2 separate regions of the Mus musculus genome follow, and region 2 is linked to region 1. The links are chromatin contacts, called in public Micro-C maps. All regions are on one chromosome and are shown on one strand. Each heading gives the region's core, a stretch centred on a gene start, on an enhancer-like site or on the middle of the called end of the contact. The rest is flanking DNA. Distances are from core to core; before and after follow the strand shown. Region 1 overlaps Lmx1a (LIM homeobox transcription factor 1 alpha). Region 2 has its middle 210 kb from the start of Lmx1a.

What was found. A called contact is a pair of places that touch in the nucleus more often than the background predicts.
Region 2: a Micro-C map of the AtT-20 cell line shows a contact between it and region 1, with 3 times the contacts expected there. The contact joins two enhancer-like sites. A contact is called at or near these places in 12 of 484 Hi-C or Micro-C datasets (the AtT-20 cell line, adipose-derived mesenchymal stem cells, cerebral cortex and 8 more).

The regions. Positions count from the first base shown.
Region 1 is chr1:167,778,258-167,786,118 of GRCm38.p6, forward strand. The region is part of intron 2 of Lmx1a (LIM homeobox transcription factor 1 alpha); the gene reads left to right. Among named protein-coding and RNA genes, the nearest start is that of Lmx1a, 93 kb to the left of the region's middle. Within about 2 kb of position 3,889, at least 16 of the 459 cell types and tissues checked have an H3K27ac peak or open chromatin away from gene starts, as enhancers often do. A contact at or near this core is called in the AtT-20 cell line, where this site is marked.
Region 2 is chr1:167,891,430-167,899,290 of GRCm38.p6, forward strand. No RefSeq gene overlaps it. Among named protein-coding and RNA genes, the nearest start is that of Lmx1a, 210 kb to the left of the region's middle. Within about 2 kb of position 5,067, at least 3 of the 459 cell types and tissues checked have an H3K27ac peak or open chromatin away from gene starts, as enhancers often do. A contact at or near this core is called in the AtT-20 cell line, where this site is marked.

The DNA.
Region 1 (7,861 bases), core at 2,639-5,138:
TAATATCCTTATGTATATTTTTAAGTGTTTAAGGAGTTGGAAACTCCTTACAACTATGATTGGGTAATTGAGTGTTATGTATCAAATTGTCATATTGCACTCCACAAATAAGTACAGTTAAAATAAAAACAACTGAAGCAAGAAGTCCCCAGTGAAGGTGTTTAGTAGGTAGTCAGGCATACGAGTTAGGCTTAGGAGAATGTGTGAGGACAGAAGCAGGAATGTTGGAGTTCTCCAATATTTGTGTGCCATTTACAGTAATAACCCTAGATAAAATAACTAAGGGGTGTAAACAGGAAAATGGGGTTGAACGTTCCATGGGTTGAGATGTGGAGAAGTTAGCAGAAGAGACCCAGCAGAAGTGACCAGCAACCCACAAATTTACCATCTCTGTCCTTAGCAAGGACATTAAGTTAATTTCAGTGCCATTTGTTAAGTTCATTTGCACTGCTGTGTGGACACTGACTGGTTTGTCTAATTAGCATAATGTCCTTATCGAATTGTAGCGTGTGTCGGAATCTCCTTCCCTTTTGAGATTGCACAACATTCCTTTGTAGATTTAGACCAATTTTTGTTTGTCTGTCCACCTGTTAATGGACACTGGTGTTGCTTTCAGATTTTATTACTGGCAACAATCCTGCTGTGAACACGGCTGTACCAACATCTCTTCTGAGCCTGTTTCCAGTTCTTTGGGGAATTATGTCCAGTAAGAGACTTTTGGGATCATATGGTACTTCTCCTTGGAGTTTTTTTTTTTTTTTTTTTGCAGGAATTTCCATAATTCATCTAGCAGCGGCTGCACCACCTCACACACCTGGCAACAGAGCACAGGGGTTCCAAGCTCACATCTTTGTGAACACTTGTCTTTTCTATCTTTTTATTAGTAGCTATCCTAATGGGCCTGTCTGGCATCTTTCGGGTTTGATGCAAGTGAGAGAGCTGAATGAACAGGTGCGAGATAATTGAAGAATTTAATTAATAAAGGAAGGTTTAAAAATAGAAGGGTGAAAATAAAAACCATCAAGAAACAAGGACCGTGCCGCATGTACTGGGTCAGATTTGCCCTTAGGGAGCCCTCAAGGCTCCCCAAGTCTACCTGGAAAGGGCAGCCTTCGGGAGGGATGCTGGCGCGAAGAGCAGGACCCGCTGTCCATCACCCTCTCTGGAGAGCAACAGATATCAAAGCCTGACTTCTCTCTCATTCTCTCAAACTAAACAGTTTTTGTTTCGTTTTATTTTTGTGGTGCAAGAGTTTGAACCTGAAACCCTGCACAGGCGGTGGCTTTACCATTGAGCAACACCCTCACTTGTACATAGAGCTCAGATGTCGTGCAAGATGACACCTGCTTTGAGGTCCATGAACTAAAGGCCTTCTGGAAACCCAAATAACTCAGAGCTGTTTTTTCTTTCTACCTGAAAATGCCCTCAGCAACAGCCCTTGGTTTTCATGTCTCCGTGAGGATTTTCACCCAACCTGCCAAGGCGCTAGTGGCTTTGCAACACCCTTCTTTGTCTTCAAGGTATATTTAGTTCCTTTTACAGTACTGTTGCTATCTGCTAATTCTATGAGGAACCATTGAGTTGTGACAATATTATTTTATTCTTTCTTCTTTTTTTGATGCACAGCACAATAGAAATCATGAGTGACAAGTGACAGTGGTCAGGGTAAACAGGACTCATGGAGCTCTCGGTGTCGCCCCCTGCTGGGATCCCAGGATCTTTCCCATCAAAGCATCATTCATAATATCCTGTCCTTCCTAATGCAACACACACACACACACACACACACACACACACACACACACACACGAGAGAGAGAGAGAGAGAGAGAGAGAGAGAGAGAGAGAGAGAGAGAGAGAGAGGGAGAGAGAGAGAGAGAGAGAGAGAGAGAGAGAGAGAGAGAGAGAGAGAGAGAGAGAGAGAGAACGCACCCAGGAAACATATATTCCCTTTAAGAATATATATTGGACTGGCCTGGTGCCATGCTGCTAAGCCAAAACTTGTGGAAGAATGGGAATCTGTGCCCAGAATATCAGCTAAAAATATCTCTTCCTCCACCCTCTGTTGTTTGGTGGGTGTGCTTAAGAGCAGCCAAAGAGGCTAATGAGGATAAAGAGAAAGGAAAACTGGCGTTTTCAAAGGAAACCAAACCTTCATTCCTCCAGAAGAAAACATATACTTTCCATATGTCTGTTTTATGTTTCTTGATGTTTTACCATGCCTCTGTGACAATATGGAAAGTGTATACTCTAAGTCCTGCCACCTTGGCTTGGGTTATTGGAACCCACACTTATACCACACTGTTTTGCTCTAGAGCCTGGTTTCATAGACAAATTTGGCAAGGAAGTAAAGAGGGAGGGGAGGAAAGAGAGGTCCACTGTCCTACCCTATGTCTGCTCATTTAGCTTCTCACCTCCCCCCCTCCATTTTAGAAGCCTGAGGGGAACCTTTCTACCTCAGCCAGCCTGTGGCATTGTAGCCTCATTCATTCTTGACTGCTGAGCCACAAGCGCTGGCCGGTCCTTTCAATAATCTTAGATTTCCTTGTGATCAAGCTCACTGCTCCTCCGGGATCATGGTTTCTTTCCCTTTATGAAGAGGATGACTGATCTCTCAGGGGAGGAGGTTAGGAGAGTATGGTAAGGCCATGCGTGTCTTGATACAAATCCAAACAAGGACCAGTGGTCTAAAAAGAAACAGTCAACTGACATCGGAAGTGACGCAGAGCAGAGGTCTGGTCCAAATATTTGCTAGATAATCTCAGTATTAACCAAATAGCAACCAGTGGCTCTGGTGGGCCAGCCATAGAGTTGATAACTTCCTGAACATATGCTAGGTCATAGGCAATGAATGTGGGTGCCATACAACAAGGGCTGGCTACTATCAATATTTGCTGTAGGCTATCACAGCCATAGTAGCCTGAATGAAATTCACCCCGTTTCCTCTCAAGGGCTGGGCTATTCATGTTTGCTTGTTGCTCTCCTTTCCAATAATGCGAAAGGCTTACTGAAGTTTAATTTAATTTGTTACAATAATGACGAATATAGACTTGAGATAATATTTGAGGCTCTGGTTCAAACTCAATGACCATCTTGAAATATATTACCTTAGACAAATATTTACATGGGTAGATATGCTAAATTGATTTCAATAAAGGAAACCAATAGCTATAGCTTATGGACAGCAGCTAACATGTGTCAGATTCTTTAGATGAGTTATCTCATTAAATCTGCAAAATATGTTGCATGACATAACATGATTGTATTTTTTTAATGGAAATTGGAGAGCCAAGAGATTCTGAAACTCATATTTGTAAAAAGAGAACCAAGTTTTGCATACATGTTGATTGGTCTTAGACCTGTAATTCCCCCCCCCCCCCTTACACACACACCTATTAAGTTTGGCTGACTGGAAAACACTCTTTTTGAGAACAAGAAAGATATGCGTGGTCTATAATTTCAAGGTAAATCTATTCATTCATTGCCAGAGGTCTTTTGAGATGCAAAGAGTACACCTATTTCTTAGTAAGGCCTCCCGGAGCTTCTGGGTTACAGACATCACCGTTAACAGTCCTTTCTCTCATTCACTCATCCCATTGTATGGTCCTCTGCCCAGTTCCCCAGGAGTCACCAGGAGACAGAAACTCTGATTGGCTCTGCCAGCCACTTATTGTTTTCCATTTTTTCACCACTGTGGAGTCTTAAGACCGTCTCCTATGGATGATCTCGCCATGTCTATTGTCTCTGCAGACTTTCCCACCGCCTCAGGACCACGTGCCCCATTGCTTATTGTGGTGCTGTTGGCTCAGCCTCAAGGACAGAGACCTGGAGCCAGCTGACAAGGTTGCTTGTGTCACTTCTTCTAAGGCCACAAGCCATGCTTTTGGTTCCCAATACTTTTGAATACTCTTCTTTCACCATCTCTCCTTCAGTTTAGCCACATGCTCTCCCAGGCTCCCAGCAGCAGATTTTCCAGCAGACAGTTTTGGCTTATGGCCAATCCCTGTCTCTGCCTGGATGACCTCAGTTACCAAGTCAACATGGTACTTAATGAATGTTGCTATGCTGCCCCCTGGTGGAGAGGGTGGAAACAGAGCGGATTCCTGCCATTAAAGAACCACCTTAGACCCTTTCTCCTACTCCTGTCTTCTGCTTCCTAAACCGAAGGATTCAAACACCTCGTCAACTCAGGCCCAGTAGCACTATGGAAAGGCGTGTGACCTGCTATAGTCTAGTTTCCAAGGTTTGATTTGTTTTTGGTAAATTGGAGGAGGCTCAATGGGAATTCATGTCTTTTATGTTTATCTGGACCTCCATCCTCCTGTTTGTCTGTGTCCAGTTGCTTTGTGAGTCTGCCTTGAGGACTCTGCACCAAGGCTGATAAAGATCTTGTGCTTTCCAAACACACTTCTGGTTAAGCGTTGTCTGGAGTGCTGTCACGGGAGCTCGCTTTTTGTTCTTAGTTCAGTCAGGTCTTTGATAGCTTGTGAGTTTGCACAAGGTTGCCATACTCGGTGATTCCTGCATGTGAGAAGTTGTGTTATCAGCATGGAGGGTGTAAATGGGCACAAGAGGTATGTGGCTAGCGTAAGATAGAGCAGGGATGCAGGACATTGGAGGACACCGTAAGGGCTTGTGGCTAAACGTGCCAGACAAGCTGATCCTAAGAAACAAACTGAGCTGGCCATTCTCCTTACCTCCAGTGAGCCTTTCGTCAACTGTGCTGGATCTGGTGGGGGTTGTGCAAGTCCCCAAGTCAGAAATCTGAGAACAAACTGTGTGGTCCTTAGGCAGCTACATGAGTGTGGCTATTTCCATTTGTTGGTTAAACTCCACTCTCTCCAGACCCATCTCCACAGGGACACTGAGAAGTCCTGATTGAGTAGCTACCTGCACATCCCTTAATCAGATCAGGTTCGCATCTAAAATCAACTCTCTCAGTAAACCCAGGTGAGTCCTGTGAGGTTGGCTGCAGGGAAACTCTCTCTGAGCCTATCCCAGCAGGCAAGATCTCAGACCTGGCAGGCTTTCTTCACTCTCTCATACCATGCTTGGCATGTAAGCCGACAGTCAGGCCCTGCTTCTCCAGATCTGATTTTTTCTAAGGCCCTTACTTTGTTCAAAGCCTTAGTCCTCTACTAGCAGCTCCAAGCACCTCCCCACCCCAGGCTGCTTTCTAGAGGCTCATTCTTCCAGCCTGTGTCATTATGATTTGTCGTCTTCAAAAAAAAAATACAATTCTTGCTTTATATTTCATTTCCACTCCCTTTATCCATCACGAACATCATTATCACCACTGTAAAAAAAATTTTATTGAGAAGTTGTTGTGTGTCAAGAACTGATTCATTACTTTATTTTGCACAGATTGTGGGGTGTGTTTACACGTGGTGGTGGTGGTGGCGGGGGAGTCTGCTTATCATTCCCATTTTGCAGATGACTAAAGCGAGGGCTTCTGTTTTGATCAAGTTCCCAGAGCTAGTAAGGGGCATAGCAGCGGAGACTTAGTCTTGGATTTATCTGATAGATTCTGTTCCCTCTTTGAGGAACATGTGTGCTGAAAGTGGAGAAGAGACCTATGTGTTCTGCATTCCCAAGATTCTTTCCTGCAGAGCTGAGATGGCACGCGCCAAGTCAAGGTGGGAGTATGATGCTCTCTGTGAATCCGTAAAGTACCTCATACTTCTAACTCAAATACAGTGAAACGACAAACCCAACAAACAGCACAGTTCACAGCACTGGGTATCTGATAAAGATTCCCTCACCCCCTTCTGTGTCCCCCATAAGCTCCCTCTGCTTGGTCCACTGCTTGGGGGACTGATGTAGGTTCTAATAAGGATGCATCCTGTTTAGAGCGGCAGAGTGGTTTTTCCTTAGACCACACAGCAGATGCTGGTATTCACACGCCACCTTGGCAGGCCACCACTTTGCTACTGTAATGCCTAGGGTGCTAGAGTAAACCATTGCTTCTGAAGTTCTTTACTTTATGGTTGCTTCCAGCTTGTTACTTAGTAGTGCTTCAGTGTCAAGCTTTTATAGCTGTGCCTGAAACATTTTTTTTTGTCTCCATAGTTACAAGGCAGAAGACACAAGGCAGAAATGAGAATGAGTTAGGAGACTATCTGCTTTAGTGAATTTCAAACATGACTCAGGAGTAAAATATTATCTTCCAGACAACATCTTTTTTAGGCTATATAATACATACAGGCTTAGCATTTTTAAATAATAGATTGCATAATATATACAGTCTAGAAGATACTTACCTAGGGTATGCAGTTTTGATTTAACTGCTGTGTGTGTGTGTGCGCGCATGTGCATGTGTGCATGTGCATCTGTGTGTAAATGATACTGTGTAAAATATATTGTTTAAAGGGTTACCACGGCCAAACACTGTCAAACATTGTCTGGACACAGGGATTAGATACTGACATCTCAGGCTTCTCTGGCTGAGAACTGTGCTCTGAGAAGACACACTCTCCCGTTTCTCTCTGACTTTTAAGTCTTGGCATTATGTGGTGTTTAGGCAGAATGTACCATTAAGAAATGAAAGACAATACTCACTGATAAGTGGATATTAGCCCAGAAACTTAGAATACCCAAGATATAAGATACAATTTGCTAAACGCATGAAACTCAAGAAGAACGAAGACCAAAGTGTGGACACTTTGCCCCTTCTTAGAATTGGGAACAAAACACCCATGGAAGGAGTTACAGAGACAAAGTTTGGAGCTGTGACAAAAGGATGGACCATCTAGAGACTGCCATATCCAGGGATCCATCCCATAATCAGCTTCCAAACGCTGACACCATTGCATACACTAACAAGATTTTGCTGAAAGGACCCTGATATAGCTGTCTCTTGTGAGACTATGCCGGGGCCTAGCAAACACAGAAGTGGATGCTCACAGTCAGCTATTGGATGGATCACAGGGCCCCCAATGGAGGAGCTAGAGAAAGTACCCAAGGAGCTAAAGGGATCTGCAACCCTATAGGTGGAACAACATTATGAACTAACCAGTACCCCGGAGCTCTTGACTCTAGCTGCATATATAGCAGAAGATGGCCTAGTCGGCCCTCACTGGAAAGAGAGGCCCATTGGACTTGCAATCTTTATATGCCCCAGTACAGGGGAACGCCAGGGCCAAAAAGTGGGAGTGGGTGGGTAGGGGAGTGGGGGCTAGGGTATGGGGGACTTTTGGGATAGCATTGGAAATGTAAATGAGGAAAATACCTAATAAAAATATTAATAAAAAAATGAAAGACAAGAAAGTCAAAGTCCAGGGACAGGAGTGACTTCTTCGAGACAGGTGATATAGGCAAAACCCTGAGCTCTGGTCTACCTGGCCCTTTCCCTGGGGTAAGATGCTCTTTCCCTTTGCTTTCTGCTCTGGTTCCAAGCACAGGATATAGAGATGAAGTCAGCAGTAAGAAATAATGCTGTATGAGAAATAATGTGGATGAACTCTGCCAAGGATAGGGCCATAGCTGGGTCTGTGGAACATGCTTTGCCTGGCATGCCAGAAACAGAGATGAAGTCAGTGGAAGAACTCACATTGGAAGAAGGGCTGCCTTAGGGTGGGACTCATAAAGTCCGTAAATGTGGAAAACCACCTTTGGGGAAAGTAGGGAAACTCTACAGATATAAAAGGCAGAGACATAGCCAGTCAACGTACTCCATGTATGTGTTCTTATTCAGTTCTTACTTGCTAAGAGATATAGTCAGCACGCTTGCTTCTATCCTCTGTGCAAACCGAGGCTGCAAGAGCCAATGGTGAATAAGTCAGGTCATTAGGATGTGGTAGAGTCTGTGCAGTAGACTTTCAACAAGACTCATAGTTGTGCCTCTTGCAGCTTTTGGCTGTACA
Region 2 (7,861 bases), core at 3,817-6,316, 110 kb after region 1:
CCAAAATGAGACACCCAAAAGTGCTTTTCTCAAAGCCACAGAACTAAACCACGGCAAGGTCAGGACTTTGACCCAGGCTAGCCACACTGCACTCAGATCATAGCCTTGACCTCTGTAGCTTGTGCTGCTACCCTGAAGGTGCTGAGGATACTGACTGGATTGTGGTGATGCTGTCGCTATCCTGTAACTGTTCCCCAGTACCCGAGGCTGCCTGGAAGTATTCATTCCCCCTATTGCAGCCTATACTTGGGGCAAAGTGTTGCTGCTGTGCTTTTTAGTGGCTGTCATATGGACGACCGTCACCAGAGGCCAAGCTCTACTGTGCACACAGCCTCAGATCCTCTTGTGCACCACCTTTCCTCTCATTCCTATCCTGAAGTCCTAATTCCGATTGACAGCCTTAGGAGGCAGGGTCTTTGCCAGGTTAGTTAATGAAAACTCTACTGTCATGAACAGAATAGATGCTCTTTGAAAATAAATCCTAGAGACCAGCCTTGCCCCTTTCCACATCATGAGAACACAATGAGAAGAGGAGACTTAGGGTGTCAGGAATGAGAGCTCACCCAACACCCCATCCGTAGGCACCTTGACCTTGAATTTCTCAGCTTCCCAGAACTGTGAGAAACAAATTTCTGTGGTATTTTAACACAGCAGCCTGGCTAAACCAGTAATGGGGGGGGGGGGGCACCAAAGAAGTAGCCTGGCCAAGAGAAAAGGTGTTGTGGGATCCACAGGCACTGAGGCCGAGGTTCTGATAATGGGAAGGTCAACAGGGGCTATCCTGAGCTGTAGATGCTGTGAAGGTATACACTACTCTTCAGGCGCCTCCGCTCCAACAAGCCAGGGCTAGCCCTACGCAGAGCCTCCTCTGAGGAGACAGCAGGCAGTGAACTCCCTGAGCTGATTTCAGAGCTCTTCCATCTCCCTCCAGGCTCATTGCGAGCCTCGATTTTCTTTATAACCTTGGTGGCCTTATCCTTTGTACGGTGTTTTCCTGGTTTTGGCTTCTTGCCAGCCCTCTGGGTGTTTGCTGCCGTTTGATTTCCATCACGTTTGGCACTGGCTGTACTTGCTCGGGGTTAACACTCACCTACCACACACACCTTCACCTGGAGATGGGGCTTCTGCTTTCCACTGGCCACCAGCTCCAGACATCTGCCCTTAGAGAATAAGCTTTAGATGGTCCTTCGGCCGTCCTAGCCTTTAGGGATGTGACATGCGTGGATGTTCCAATTCATCTGAAATTTCAGTCACTCCTTGTTCTTCATACTCTCTATCAGGACTGTTTAGGAATAGGGGTTTTGTTTCTTTGTTTAACCATCTTACCTGGGGAAGCAGAGTTTCAAATGCTTGGCTTTAGTCACGGGTAAGTGGCACTGTGCATAATACATTGTCCGTCTGAGTAGCAGCCCGCAGGCCTCTGCCAGAAGGCGTAGCTCCTGCCTCAACTTCCACCTCCAGATGTTTTCCCTGAGTCAGTTCAGCCTCAAAACATCTGGATCACTCTCCTCTGTGATGAAAAACACCAGACTGACTGATAAGTAGCAGAAATTGATGAAATATTTTTACAATGGGCAGACCTACCTTTTAAAAGAAAGACACACTCCAAAACGTTCTCTGCTTCGTTGGGATGTTGGGAAATGGATTATGCCACATCTGGAAATGAGCTTCAAGCTTCCTTGGAGAAACTACTGCCGAACAATCTTCTGAAACCCTTTCCCGGAACTGCCAGGTGGCCAACCTTGTATTAGCTCCATCGGACAGATGTTTACCAAGGCCGTATCATAATCAGTTGGTGTCCTCTACAGTGTTTTCTAAGTTTATGGGGATGAATGAGAACCTAGTGTCCTGGCCCCATGTTCAGGACACTTTCTATCATAACTCATTGAGCTGTTGCTCAAGATGTAATGCAGTGTTCAGCGGTAATATGACCAATTCAAAGAAACGCACTGGAGCAGTCTACCCTGAGGAAGATGAGCGGACTCAAGAGTGAGGCTCTATGTGCTGAATCTAATTCTACATGCCACATTTCCCAAACAAAGTTTCTCGTGTTTCAGTTTCCCAGAAAGATGACTGCAGTTACGTGGGAAAGAAAACTTACCTATTTCCACTCACTGGGCCAGCACCAGCCACTGGAGGTCACGTGGCTTTAATTTGTATGGAGACACTGCAGGAACCCAGAGCAAAGCTGTTGAGTGGATACATTAATAAAAGAAAGTGAACCCATGAATGAACCCTTGAGTTACACAAAGCTAAGTGGGTTCTTTGTATCAAGTTCCCCAGAAACGAATTCTTGGTGAGGACTTTATAAATGTATAAAAGAAAAGCTTCCCCCACAGAAGCCAGAAGAACAAAGACAGGGAAAGCAAAAGCCAAGACAGAGCAAGTTGTTGTTGTTGTTGTTGTTGTTGTTGTTGTTGTTGGTGGTGGTGGTGGTGGTGGTGGTGGTGGTGGTAGGGACTCTGAGCCTTAAAGTACATTACAGGCTTGAACCACGTCAAGGCAAGGGTCTTAGTATACAAGACCCTCTTGGCATGAGCTTCCTAGAGCTGTGAGCTCTTAAGTCTCTTAGGCTTTCTGGGCACTTGGCACTTCTGCGAGGGGTATGGAGGCTTGGGGCTGGTAGGAAGAAGTGTGAGGTCCCCCAAAAACCAGCTACTCACTAGCAATTCTTGCTTCTCCAAGTATTTAGTATGTACACCCGTAAGGGACCCCAAATCAAATGCTCAGTGTTTGAAAAGATTAAAAGCTTTTGGCACATTTGTTTTGCTTTCATGGTTTCCCAAACCAGTATGTATGCATCTCTGTCTGTCTGTGTGCATCTCTGTGTGTCCGTATGTGTGTGTGTCTGTAATGTGTGTATCTGTATATCTGCGTGTATGTGTGTGTGCTTCTACTGTATATGTATGAAACACTGCTTCCATTTGGCTCTTATGTAAATATCTTAAGGAGATGTGATATTGTGTAAATGGGTGTAAGTTTGGCCATAATTCTCTGAGTTCTAGCACATTCTTGCTGCTTGTCTTGTATGTCAGTGATTTTAGATAGTGTGTGAGTGTGTGTGTGTGTGTGTGTGTGTGTGTGTGTGTGTGTATGTGTGTGTGTGTGTATGTGTGTGTGTGTGTCTGTGTGTGTGTGTCTGTGTGTGTGTGTCTGTGTGTGTGTGTGTGTCTGTGTGTGTGTGTGTGTGTGTGTGTGTGTGTGTGTGTGTGTGTGTGTGTGTGTGTGTGGTGTGTCTGGAACCTAAGTTCTCACTCATGGTGGACAAACGTTCTACCAAACAGCTCTGGCCCCAGCCACATATGCTTTTAAGAATGGGAAGCATTTAATGTCCCTTGGGTCAAATAAGAGGGAATCTTTTATAAAAAACAAAAAACAAAACAAAACCAAAAAAACCTTCTGTGTCATTTTGGTCTTGTGCTCCAGGGATCTGAAACATAGGTAGAACATCTGAATTAGTAACATGAAATGTACACGTCTCCCAAAACTTGTAAAAATTACGAAGAATTCAGAGAATCAGCTTTAAACACTTTCTTTCAAAATCCAGCAGAATCATAAATTCCATCACCTTTCCATCATTAGCAGCTAATAGCTAAGGCCAGGGACAGCTAAGGCCAGGGACAGCTAAGGCCAGGGACAGCTAAGACCAGGGATAGCTAAGGCCAGGGATAGCTAAGGCAAGGAATGCATTTTGGCTGCTTTTTCCAAAGAGCTGAAAATTTAGAAAGAATGCTCTAAATTTAAAGTAATTCCGTCTCAGGGCTGGGAATGGAAGTAAAAAGAAGCAGGGGTGAGAAAGGAAGGGGGACCTTTTATCCACGTCTCTGGGGCCAAATAGCTGGTCCATCATCCCTGAAGACCCGCAGGAATTGGTCCTCAAAAACTAAGGCAACTACTTAATTATATTTACTTTCAGTGACGGGGATTGACCTTAGTGCCAAAAGCATGCTAGGTCTCTGCTCTCTTTTGTTTATTTATTTATTTTTTAAATTGTAAGTAGGGTCTCACTTAAGTTGCTCTTGAACTCACTCTATAGCCCACGCAGGCCTTGAACTTGTGATCCTCCTGTCTGAGCCTCCAGAGTAGCGAGGATTGCTGAGTTTATGTTTTTTGACCTGAAAAATTTCTGAATTCAGATGAGAAGGAAATGCATCTTAGTTCCCCAAATACCAAGTGGTAGAGTAAGCCACTGAGTCCTATCGGATGGAATTCTGCAGATACAGAGCTGAGCTGGCCGACTGGATTTTCTTCATTTGTATTAGCAGCACAGCCAGAGCCACTCCGAACCCCTGTTCATCTCTCTGGTTGCAATAACCTTTTGAAGTGATTCTGAAAAATCCAACAGTGTACATGTTCTTGCTGGCCAAAGTCCCAGAAGAGATGATGGTTTTCAAATGTTTTCATTGTGTGTTGGAGTTAGTTCCTGTCCTGTAAGCAGACAATTGGCTCCGTGAGCTGATCTGCTTTCATTAGAGCTCTACCACTTGGAAGTCCAGAGTTTGAATTTACCCTGAATATTTAGTGGTGGCACAGGCCATTGGCCATGAAGCCATCAGTGACAGCTTTGAGGAAAAGGAGCCAATAACAAAGCCGGAAGGCAGAGACAGGGACCCCCAGCCCAAAGCCATTCGTCTTTACTTGATTTATTTCCATGCATCTTTCCACATGTGCGTGTGTGTGTGTGTGTGTGTGTGTGTGTGTGTGTGTGTTCGCGCGTGCGTGCGTGCACATTGTGCACATCTTTCTCTGCAGCATGTATCTCTCTTTCTCAGTGTCCTAGAATAGACTGAACTACTTCAGTTTAAACTTCCTGTGCACTCAACAATTCCTATTCGGTTGGGAACCTACATAGTCAAGAAAGAAAATTTCCACAAACCAAGAGCCATCCCACAGATGAGAGTGCTATGCTATATTATATCACAGCAGTGTTTGCTTTTAGACACTGGCTTTAGCACTAACTCAGCTCAGGATGCTAAAAATAATAGAAACCCTTAGCCGCCTCCTCCTCTGGTCAGTTTTCCATTTTCGGGTGTGTAGACTGCCCTCTAGTGGGCATCTATTGCAAATGTGGAGCCGAGTATGCTTGCTCCCCAAAGAAGACCAGGATTTATAAGACTGAACACAGAGCCTTTATCAAGTACCAGGCCGGGATGAACCAAGACCGTCTCTTGACATTTACTCCTCGTTCTGGTAAGTTGGTGTTCTCCAGTAGATTTTCTACAGTGATGTGAACACTCAGGTTCTGTGTCACCCGATATGTATTTCACTACGTCCTGAGGATTCAGGTTGGCTAGAGAGAATGAGGGAGGGGATTTATTTCACAAGAGGGAGCATTAAGCATCTGAGATCACACAGTGGTGCGGTGGTCCAGCAGTGAGTAGTCTCTTTCCACTGCTGTGCAATGGAGTCTTGGTCAAGTCCATGTTTTAATCACTTCCAAAGAAAACCCTAGGGCTCTTAAATCGTCACTCCTCACTTTCAGCTTCAGGTCAGTTCCTGGAAACCACCGATCTATATCTGGTCTCTCTGGCATATCTACTCAGGAAAATCTATATAAACGGAATAATCTGTGATGTGACCTCATGCATCTGGTTCACTTACCATTATATTTCACGTCTGTTCCCCCACCACCACCACCACACACACACACACACACACACACACACACACACACACACACACTGTAGCAAGTACCAATGCCTATCCCTCCTTGGCTGCGTATTTTTGTTTATGGGTGTAGTACATTCTGTCAGTTCATTCATTTAGTGATGGAAACTTGAGTCCTTTCCAGGGTTGGCTTATGTGACTAGTGAACTATGGACGTCCATGCATAGGAATCTGTTCCAGCACCCGTTGTCGTTCTTTTGAATTGAAATCCACATTGGAGTGGACTTGCTGGTATGTGTAAATGTCTTTTTCTTTAGGAGGATCCACCAAGCCTTTTTCTAATAAACTGAATATTTTACTTTCTACCGTTTTAAGTTCTTTTAAGTTCATTTATAAGTGTGTGTGTGTGTGTGTGTGTGTGTGTGTGTGTGTGTGTGTGTACTTACCTGAGTTTGTGTACCATGTGCGTGCAGTGGCAAGAAGAGGGAGCTGAATTTCCTAGAGCTATAGTTACACGTGGTTGTGAGCCACTATGTGGGTGCTGGGAACGGAAACCAGGTCTTCTGCAAGAGCACCAAGTGCTTAATCCCAGAGCCGCCTTTCTAGCGTCTTTTCTACCACTTCAACTAATGTCTACATTGCGATCAGACCCAAGGACTCAAAAGCACCCTGATTCTGTCTAAGGACTTGTTCTGGAGAAATGGCAGTAGAAGCCAGGCATCATGTAGCAACGTTGGATTTTTTTTTTTCCTGAGAGGTCCTGAGAGGCCATTGTGTGAAGCAGTACATGTGGAGGCTTAGCTTGTAATAGAGACTTGGGATGCTGGAGATGTTGAAATGGAAATATCTTCTGATTGTAGGCACCAAGTATAACCTGCCCAAGAGAAAGACCATGTGTGCCCGCCAGGAAGCATGGCTTTAACAAGCTCAATAAAACCCATGGGAGCTCACATCAGGCCAGCACAAGTCCAGGATATTGCCACCGAGCTAAGAACCTGGGTTTCCCCTACTAGATTGTCTGGTCTTGCTCGAATCTGATGTACCCTCATTGTTCTCTTTAGGGACAGGTGTGTCTATTCTGTGCATTATGTATTAAAGTATGTAATGTAATAGAAAATTACAGGGGCTGGAAAGATGGCTCAGCTGTTAAGAGCACTGACTGTTCTTCCAGAGGTCCTGAGTTCAAGTCCCAGCAACCACATGGTGGCTCACAACCATCTGTAATGGGATCTGATACCCTCCTCTGGTATGTCTGAAGACAGCTACGGTATACTCATATACATAAAATAAATAAATCTTTAAAAAGAGAGAGAGAAAATTACAGGATCCCACAGCTAAGAGTTTTCATTGAGTCTCAAGAGACATTGGACTCTATTTGAAGTGGAGCCTTGATACATCATATATGACCTGTGTTATGATCACAAGTGCTTAAAATAGAACATTAAGTTTTGAGGAAGCATCTTGCTCATGGCGGGTTCGTTCACTCTTTCTCCCAGGTTCCTTATATTCTTCTCCCCTGAAGCAACACATTCCCATTCTCTCTGTTCTCTGAATGCTTTCTTGCATTTTAATTTATTTATTTGTGTGTGTGTATGTCTGCACCTGTGTGTATGCACCTATGAGTGTATGCACATGTGTGGGTGGGTGGGTGTGTGCTTATACATGTTCACGCACATGCCATGGCCCATGTGTGTAGGTCCAAGAGCAATTTGGGAAACATGCATCCTGGGTAATCAAACTCAGGTCCTCAGATGTGACAGCAAGCGCTGGCCCTCGTTGGATGGTTGGATGCGAGAGTCTGGGGTATTGCTGAGATACTATTTGTTGACATAGAAATGCACATGCTTTTCACAATTAGATGGTACCACAATTAGATGCTGAGAGGTTATCTGATTATGTGAAATCTGGCTGGTGGGAAAGGATGACTTTTTCTGAAACATATTCATTCTCACACTTTTATCAAGTGAATCACTCTGAAGGTGATGCAGTACTTACAGGAGGCAGAAGTTGCATGTTATTCCCCAGTAATCAATACTCAAAAGAGATAAGACCACATTAGACACATACTAATTCATTTTACTGTCCTCATGAGGACTGATTTGCATTCTTGAGGCTCTATCATTTTTTGGCACTTAGACCCACCTTGACCCAATGATTACCCAAGGACTCGTAACCTTTCGATTGACAAGATGGTTGTACGTGAAAGGGTGTTGCTTTACTTACTGTTCCCTACAGTAGCGGGCTCGGGTCCTCT